3 separate regions of the Mus musculus genome follow, and all the other regions are linked to region 1. Evidence: chromatin contacts called from public Hi-C and HiChIP or PLAC-seq data. All regions are on one chromosome and are shown on one strand. Each heading gives the region's core, a stretch centred on a gene start, on an enhancer-like site or on the middle of the called end of the contact. The rest is flanking DNA. Distances are from core to core; before and after follow the strand shown.

Region 1 (3,031 bases), core at 76-2,575:
AGAGGAAGTTGCCCATTGCAATGCCAGAGCAAGGCCTTCAAAGGGGCCCATGGAAGTGGTGCCTGGATTTCAAACTTCCAGTTTTCAGAAAATTAAGTTTTGTTGTTTAAGCTGCTGTTTCTAGCATTTCTCTAAGGCAGTGGAGTTGATGAATGCCAATATTCAGAATAAGCAAGAGGAAGACAACAAAACAATGAAGAAGTATGGCATCTGGGGAGGTCTGAACTTTAGGAGAGAGGGAGGGAGGGAAGGAGGGAGGGAGGGAGGGAGGGAGAGAGGGAAGGAGGGAGGGAGGGAGGGAGAGAGGGAAGGAGGGAGGGAGGGAGGGAGGGAAGGAAGGAGGGAGGGAGAGAGGGAGAGAGTTCATCTATTCAGCATGGATCTCCATATCTGTGGAACTGCCTTTTATTTATTTATTTATTTTTAGGCTCAAACAACTACCAATCAAAACGCTCAGAAAAAATATTCCAACTGAACCAGACTGATACAGACTTTTTCTTGTCATTGTCCCCTGAACAATTCAGTCTGGCATCTATTTGTCCACCGTTTACGTTAGAGCAGGTATTACAAACAATCTAGACAGACTGTAAAGCAGACTTGGGTCAGTACAGATACAGTGCCCTTTAGCATCATGGATTTAAGCCTTCTGAAGACTTTGGTATCTGCATGTGGGGTGGGGATGAGCTGGAACCAACCCTTTGTAAACTTGAAGTGAAGCACCTTTCAAAAGACAACTGTACTTTCCTTTAAGCCCCTTGGAGCATAGCACGGGCAGCCGGAAGGGGATCTTTATTTTCCCTCCCAGAGAAAATGAAGCATGCCATAAACGCTTAATAATCTGTGGCCACCAGCTGCCGGCACCCCATCTCTGCAAGGCAAGGATAGATAGATCTGGTGATCTGCTCTTACTGGGTACTTAACGCTGGAATTCAATAGCGTATCTTTTCACGTTCCCGCTGGATCCAACCTTGCTGAGTCAGTGCTACCCCAGAGCTTTAGGTTCACAGCTTGTGTATAACCTTGGTTCCAATTGTGAGTGTTCAAAACAGATAAAATATTTAATGTCTTTTTATTGCTCCTCTCAGCAATGCTTAAAGTCCTTGTTGGCCTCTCGCACAGAGGATGGACAAGTGGCTCCTTCCCTTAGCTGCTCTTACAAGCTGCTTTGCAAATGGCTCTGGCAGGTGGCGCAGCGTAGGGGGAGGGCTCACAGTCTGTCCCTGGAGCCTCTGCTGTGCATTGCTCTCTGTAAAGTACCATCTCCCAGCCCTGGGTAGCCTAAACCTCCCTGCCCCTCCCCCACTCCCTTCTTGAGGTTATTTCTCCCTCCTGACTCATGCCTGCTGCTTCATTTGAGTAACTGTGCAAACGTTTAGCCAAGAGGCCATACCGGGCTGTAGGCTTATTTGGGGAGTTTCCAGCACAGGCACTGCGGCAGCATTCCATGCCTTGCCTTCTGGTCAAATAAGGACAAAGGGAACCACGCCTTCCATTCTTGGCAGTGAAGTAAGAACTGTTAGAATGCTGTGTGCTGTGTAGATGATTCTTTCCCGGCACTCCAATGACCCCTTGGTTGTAGAATTATAAATCAGGAAGAAGAAGTACAGAACATGATCTAAGGATGCTCAGGGACAGGGGGCTTATCTCATGCTGTTCTCATCTTCCTGGAGGAAGTCCATGGTGCCTTCTCAGTGGTCCAAAGAGGATGTGCTGCCACCCATGTACATGTCTTCTTTGTCATCAAAGAGAGTCACAAAACAATGCAGTTAGTCTAATACACACATACCCTACCTGGAAATAGAACTCAGAGGAACCAGTACACCTCGGCTGTTCTCGAGAAACACCCTTAGCAGAAAGAAGCCCCTGGTGGGGGAGATGACAAAACAGAGGTGGCTCTAACAGGTTGTCTTTAAAAGCCAATGTAGGTTTGTGATCAGAGCGTTTGGTCTCTGTAAACTCCCATCCTTAGTCTTGTGGAGAACAAAAAAACTTCCAGGGTAGGAGAGCAATTTACAATCCAACATGGAGGTTGTAGGGCTGGGGGTAGGTGTACAGGCAAACAAAGTAGTTCATTGAACTCAAGACCAAGGAGCCCCTCCCCAAACTTCTGATACTTTGTGGTTTTATCTTTTTACTAAACCACAAGCCTAATGTCCATGCAGATGGACCTACCGTGTGTGCCTCTCCCTTCCTGGGAACAGGTAGATGTAAGGGTCAGTGTGTTAGCCACCAGCCCTTTCTGAGAGCTCAGCCTCTTTCTAGAACATGCTTAATGTTATCCGTCCGTGTACTTTACTGGTGTTTAGGAGAAGAAAGCAAACAAAAATAATGGACAGGACAGTGCAGGGATATTGTAAGTGTTTTCTTTACAAGCATTTGGAGATGAGAAGGGTAAACGATCTATTTCCTCACAGAGGACCCTATACATTAGAGCTAAACTAATATTTGGAGGATGATGATCGTGAAAATTTTAAAGGAATCCCTCTGGGGTTGGGATAGAGAATGCTTCTACATAAGATAGATATTTACAGCTAAATGGAAAGAGCAGAAGGTAGAGGAAACAGGCCACGGGGCTCCCTAGACTTGCCATGTGTTCTTATACATCATGGTCCTTTCTTTGAGAATATATAGCTTTTTGTTCTATCCCCTTTAGCCCTTGCCCTTGTACCTGTGTCTCCTGCCTTCTTTCCACCCTCCATGTACTGTTGTCTCAGGGGGCTAAGTGTCCTAGATGCTCACTGGTTTGGGAAGAAGAGCTGTTCTTCCTGACTTTAACACTGTCAGGTTTCCCAATACACATGAAGCCTGACTGAAGAGTCAAGTTCTGAGCTTGAGTAACAAGGGGCCTGATCTGTCTCATTCCTCTTCCCATTCTTAGCATATTCTTTCTTCTCTCTTCCCTGTGCACTCAGGATTTACCTCAGGAGCTGCCCTCAGGACCACGGGAAGTGCCCAAATATCTCTGGCACAGTTGTAACTGAAACTGTTGCAGGTGGCTAGCTGCCATGAGAGCCACTCAGTTAGGTGACAT
Region 2 (3,014 bases), core at 292-2,791, 180 kb before region 1:
GCTTGATGAACTAAGACTTTTGGTAAGTCCATGTCATTGGCCCCCAGACCTAACGATAGAGGTTTCCGGATCGCAGTAATGATGGGAAGTTGAGTGACCTTGAGGGCTAAGACCAAGCTCCAGTGAAGATTAAAGGTTGACTGAACTATGTTTTTCTTTAGGCTCCTCTGGGATAAGGGGTGGGGGAGGGGGAGGGTAAAATGGAAGCATCATATTTTGGAGGCGACAAGAAATCCTCATAATGGAATTGGGAAATGGGATAAGGAAGAAGAGGAGGCTAACAAAGATTACATTACCCAGATGTTCTTATTCATTCTTCCTAGACTCTCTGGGAGAGAGGGTAAGACACAAGTCAGGGGCTGGAGAGGTGGCTCAGTGTTTAAGAGCACTTACTGTACCTCTAGAGGCCCTGTGTTCAATTTTTAGCACCCATATGGTAGCTCACATTATCTGTAACTCCAGTTCTAGGGGATCATGTATGGCACCAGGCATATACATGGTACACATAAATGTGCATGCAGGCAAAATACCCATGCCCATAAAATAAAATAAATAAGTCTTTAAAAGTCCAAAACAAAACCCATACATAGCTCAGGCTTATTCCAACTCAGAGGTGAGAAAGAAGAAATGTTTGTTTGTTTTTTTCTTTTGTGAGACAGAGTCTTTGTACATTTCTGAGGCTAACCTAAGACTCAAGTAGTACAGGCTCACCTTGAAGATCCTCTTGCTTCAGTGTCCTGAGTGCTGCAATTATAGGTATGTATCACCACACCTGGCTGGAGCTGGGCTATTTGGTTGCACAATCCCTCTGCCTGCTGCAGAACATCCATCCATCCATCCGAAGTGGGCTCTCGTAGTCAGAGAAGCAGCAGAGCCAAGAACCATAGGTATTCACAGTTAGCATGCTTTCTTGCTTAAGGAGGAGTGGGAGGGGAGGGGACACTGCCCTAACCTGTTACAGTGGGAGAGTGGGAGGTGGAGTAGCCAGCCGGTCAGATGTGCAAAGAAGCCATCTTTCAGGGTTTCCCTCTTAGTGTGTTAATAAAGAGTATCTCCAGGCAAGAGAAAACAGTGGGAAGCCAGCAAGTGGGAACTTTAGAACAGCCAGTTTTTCTATAAATTCTGCAAGTTAACTGGTAGCTACCCTTGGTGTGGTTTGAGAATTTTTTTTTTTTTAATTTTTATCTTTTGCAAGAGCAGAGGTACCTGATCGACAGATAGCCTCAAAGAAATCTGATTGCACAATACACTTTGAAATTATCTGTTGTGGACTCTTTCTTTTCTCTTTCTCTCTTTTTTTTTTTTTTTTCTTCACAAACCCAAGAATCCTTTAGCTAATTCTTTTCCCAGTGAAGGAGCCAATCAATGTTCTTTCAGGGGAGAAAATTACTAGAGAGCCTAGTATGTGTTTTGATGCCCTAATGAGGCACTATGAATTATCCAACCCAAACCAATTAAGTCTCAGCCCAGCTAGAAGGCTACAGAGGAGATGAGGAGACAGCATGCATTTAGGGCAGAATTAACGGCTTCCATAGCCTGGAAACAGGCTTGGGGGGAAGCCAGACCTTGGAGGAGCTCTGCTGTCCTGAGAGTTGGCAGCCAAAATGTGTTCTAGCCCAACATGAATGCTGACACATTTGCTTCTTTGGCCTTAAATTTTTTAAAATGTCTGTAAAACATAAAATATGTTTTGAACATTACATAAGACTATTAAGAGAGAGCAGATCTTGAGAACATGGTATGTCAGAGACAATAAAATAAGTGAAATGAACTGCTACTGACTGGAGACTTGACCTTGGGCCAGTTGCTCAGTCCTTTCATGTCAATCAAATAGGAAATTATAGCTCAATAATGTGGTTTTGGATTGCAGCTCAATAAGCAAGCTCTAATCTCTTGGTTATGCCTTACTGTACCACGGGAAACCAAGCGCTTATTTTCATTTTAATGGGATCTCTTCCAGTGGGCTGTGACTTTCTGAGGCATGCAGCACAATGCTTGGCTTGGTGTAGGAACTCAGGAACATTGAATAGATTGTAGAGCGAATAGTTATTCATATACTATAAGCCCAGAGGTAGCTGAATATGTGCACTATCAGCCCAAAGAACTGCCTAAATGCAATGGATTCTATTGACTTTTTATACAGTACGTGTATGATATGAAAATATATAAAAAGGGCAGGGGAGTTGGCTCAGTCAGTAAACTGTTTGCTGTGCAAGCTGGAGGGCCTTTTTGGATGTCAGAATTCAAGGTAAGAAAGGCCAGGTACATGGGTGTACAGCTCGAATCCCAAAGTGGGAGGGAGGCACAGTCCCTGAGGCTTGCTGGCCAGCCAGACTAGAAGAATCAGCAAGCTCCATTGTCTCGAAATATAAAGCAGAGTGACTACTGATGTTGACCATGTTCATATACACAAAACTACATAAAGTGATTGGTGCAGATTATGGAGAAAGGACAGCAGATTTGAACTGGTGAGGCTTGTGTGTGATGAGAACCACAACACAGGCTCTGGAGTCAGGTAGTACAAGGCTGGAGTCTTGGCTCTGCTCTCTCGTTAGGGAGCTTTATGTACTTGGCTGTAAGTTACTTCCCTTTCCTGGTCTTCAGCTGCTTCTTTTGGATTTTGTAATTTTCAGCAAAGACCATATAACCTAGAAACCTCCAAGAAGCTTTGAGAAACTGTGTGAGTGTAGCAGCACTCAGCCAAAGCTGGCCACTGGCATCCAAAAGTCTAGAGTGACGTGCAAAAGTTCTCTATCAAGTTCTCTTTAGGTCTCTTATGCCAGCTTTTGATGAATATCCAAGCAACATTTTATTTCACATACCCCTTTCCTGCCTTTATGATCCACCCCTCTATGTCCTGGCTCCATTTGCAATATACAAGGTTTTTTTTTGTTGTTTGTTTGTTTGTTTTTGTTTTGTTTTGTTTTCGAGACAGGGTTTCTCTGTGTAGCCCTGGCTGTCCTGGGACTCACTCTGTAGACCAGGCTGGCCTCGAACTCAGAAATCCACCTGCC
Region 3 (2,714 bases), core at 38-2,537, 230 kb after region 1:
CTACTGCCTTCGGCATATCAAATCTCGTCCCACGAAGTAGCTGTGAGGGTCCATTAGCAAAGGCAGCCCAGTTACAAGGATTTTTAAAGCAAGGGGTAAGTATGTACAGTCCAGGCAGGCTGGATGGGGCTCAAGCAATCATTAATTCCTCTAAGATGGTTCTGATGAGGCAGCTCATAGTAGCTGTGGACTCTGGGGAAAGTCCCGGTCCTCAGCTTTTGTGGATGGAGAAAGTTTATTTTGTTTGTTTTTGTTTGTTTTGATTTGATTTGATTTCCTCATTCCTCTTTTGGGTTAGGGAAGGAGTGTCTGGGAATCACTGGGGTGGAGGGTGGGGGAGGTGAGTGTAATTCTCAGCCTGCAGGGTCTGAGATCACAGCTCTGGCCAGGCACCCTCCAACCTGCTTAGATGAAGAGGGTTTTCACAGCAGTGGGCGGTGCCATAGATAGCGTGGTTGCTAAGGATGTCATTATCACTCTGATTGCAGGAACCGGTGAGTTAATTGGCATGACCTCATTCAGGCCCTCCGGGGCCTACCTGTTCACAAATTATACAGGAGACAAAAAGTTGATCTTTTTATAGTGTCAGGAGGCAGCACCTGTTAACATTTAACAGAAGGTTTGAGAGAAGCTGGGGTACACAGTATTTATCTACCTGTTATCTTCCTCTCACCCCGAATGGCTTCCTCCTCACTGAATAGTCTTGAGACTTATCTTTCTAAAGCTTCCTTCTTGGTTGTTTCCTTTGTTTCCTGTAGAGGAAGTGAGATTTTTTTCCTGGTGGGAAAATCAGCCATTAAACTGAGGAAGGCTTGAGGAAATGAACTGAAATGTCTTGAAGGAAGAAAAATAGCACTATGAAGATGAAAAGGAACCGGGGATAATGGAGATTGATCGCTCGATCTATCTATGGCCTCAAATAAAACTGATCGGATTTAGCACGTTAGGTTATAGTTAAAAAGCTTCGTTGTTTCGGTTGGGGTAATACAGTTTCAGATTTTCACGGGAAGCCATTTATTTATTTTTGCATTTGTGAGTCATTTAGTCATTCCCTTGTGAGTGAGAATACATTTATTTCCCTGCTCCCTGCTGTTAGGCGTTCTATTAATACCACACTAGTTGAAATAAATGGAGCAGGAGAAACTGTTTGGTGGTGAATTTGTTTTTCAAAAAAATTTTTTTTGAACTGCTATTTTGGTAAGTTGGCTTTCCAACCCCTCCTGTGGTTTAAAGAGTGGTAACTTCTCACCCTTTCGCTTCCCCGACTCATGGTAGTGTGTGTGTGTGTGTGTGTGTGTGTGTTCCCTGCTCCTGTTCCAATATTGACAGCATCAAGGCCGTGGGAAGCCTTACAACCCAAGATGCGCATGCAGGAGAACCAGCCTGTGCTAAAATACCCCACCAAGCAGCAGGACTGTCAGAAATTTCAAACAAACGGACAGTTTTCTGGAGCGCAAGTTCTCATGCCTCTCTTTTGAACTCTGCCCCAAAGGAAACTCCAGCTTAATAACCAGGGGTTGGTTCTCCAGGTTAGAGGGAAGCGGCAAGGGTCGTGTTTCCCAGAGTCCACATGGGAGATTTTCAAATCACAGCGACTGTGCTCAGACACAATGCCCTTTGCTCGCGAGCCATGGCAGCACAGCTGAGCAAGATATAATGTGCTTGTTGTTCTGGACGGCTAATTACCATCAGTAATTGTTTGGGGCACTGAACACAGTGTGGGATAAAGACAGTTTTTTATAATTTTTTTTCAGGGAGGAGGGTCGATTCCACTCTCAGTCTTGAACCACATCAGCCCATTAGGCTGATTTGCCAGGTTGCCTCTGAGGACAGGTTCAGAAAAGCCCGTGGTGGGCCCCAGAAAAGCCCGTGGTGGACCCCAGAAAAGCCCGTTGTGGACCCCAGAAAAGACCGTGAACCACACACTGTTTCTGTCTGGCGAAGGTCAGGCAAACCCTGGAATTACTCACAGGGCTTTCACATCCCTGACTGCTCTGATGAGGATGGGGGAGGGGACAAGAGGGAGTAGTAGAAAGTGTCCATCTCCGGCCAGGGGGAGGGGTAAGGGGCTGGACAAGAGCACTCTGTTCTATTTGCTCCTTTCCCAGAAACCTTGAGAAGTGACAAAGAAAGAAAGAAAAGGCAAGCGAGGGACACATGTTCTCTCTCTCTCTCCCTCGCCTTTCTTCCTCTCTCTCTTCACTGCTTGCAATGGAGAGTCAATAACAGCAAAGATAATTTATGTTTAGGCTTAAACACCAACCCCAGAAGGTAATGTAGGGAGTGAAGGCAGAATGAAGATGATCCTCTGCATATAAGTATTTGGCTTCCTTTAAGGTTTTAAATTATGTACATCCAAGCTTGTATAAAGTGACCTCACCTGAAATTGACAGACAAAGATGCCGAGGCTCAGAAAAACAGTGTGAGTTCTCCAAGATGCAGGGCACACACTCAGGGGTGCTGAGACTAAATCGGAGATCTCCCATCACATGGAAGCTGATGTGTTCCTGAGACCACATGGTGCTTGCTGTACAGATCAGGATAGCATGCTAGGAGAAGGGTTGCAGCCAGGAGCCTGTGTGGCCTCCGGTTGGCCTTTCATCTTGGCTAGGATGGTGAGCTTGCTGATTTCTTTCACTTGTTTTATGAAACCAATAAAGTCAAGTGAGGCAAATGCTTTCCTGGCAAATCTGGGTGTGTTCTAATTGGCTTGT

Evidence for each region. A called contact is a pair of places that touch in the nucleus more often than the background predicts. HiChIP or PLAC-seq counts read pairs in DNA pulled down with a chosen protein or histone mark.
Region 2: a contact with region 1 is called in a Hi-C map of cerebellum, with 1.7 times the contacts expected there. The contact joins two enhancer-like sites. A contact is called at or near these places in 6 of 484 Hi-C or Micro-C datasets (the HL-1 cell line, cerebellar granule neurons, cerebellum and 3 more), 2 of 115 datasets of contacts at active chromatin or transcription factors (both in embryonic stem cells) and 1 of 9 other capture datasets (embryonic stem cells).
Region 3: a FOXA1 HiChIP or PLAC-seq map of pancreatic cancer cells shows a contact between it and region 1. The contact joins two enhancer-like sites. A contact is called at or near these places in 3 of 484 Hi-C or Micro-C datasets (the N1E-115 cell line, cortical neurons and nephron progenitors) and 4 of 115 datasets of contacts at active chromatin or transcription factors (embryonic stem cells, fibro-adipogenic progenitors and pancreatic cancer cells).

What each region holds. Positions count from the first base shown.
Region 1 is chr1:64,224,620-64,227,650 of GRCm38.p6, reverse strand. The region is part of intron 1 of Gm35880 (a long non-coding RNA gene); the gene reads right to left. Among named protein-coding and RNA genes, the nearest start is that of Gm39654, 30 kb to the left of the region's middle. Within about 2 kb of position 1,325, at least 166 of the 459 cell types and tissues checked have an H3K27ac peak or open chromatin away from gene starts, as enhancers often do. A contact at or near this core is called in the N1E-115 cell line, cerebellar granule neurons, cerebellum and 2 more, where this site is marked.
Region 2 is chr1:64,407,903-64,410,916 of GRCm38.p6, reverse strand. No RefSeq gene overlaps it. Among named protein-coding and RNA genes, the nearest start is that of Gm36148, 110 kb to the left of the region's middle. Within about 2 kb of position 1,541, at least 23 of the 459 cell types and tissues checked have an H3K27ac peak or open chromatin away from gene starts, as enhancers often do. A contact at or near this core is called in cerebellar granule neurons and cerebellum, where this site is marked.
Region 3 is chr1:63,993,749-63,996,462 of GRCm38.p6, reverse strand. No RefSeq gene overlaps it. Among named protein-coding and RNA genes, the nearest start is that of Gm13749, 30 kb to the right of the region's middle. RefSeq lists an enhancer at 1-2,714. Within about 2 kb of position 1,287, at least 115 of the 459 cell types and tissues checked have an H3K27ac peak or open chromatin away from gene starts, as enhancers often do. A contact at or near this core is called in the N1E-115 cell line, cortical neurons and pancreatic cancer cells, where this site is marked.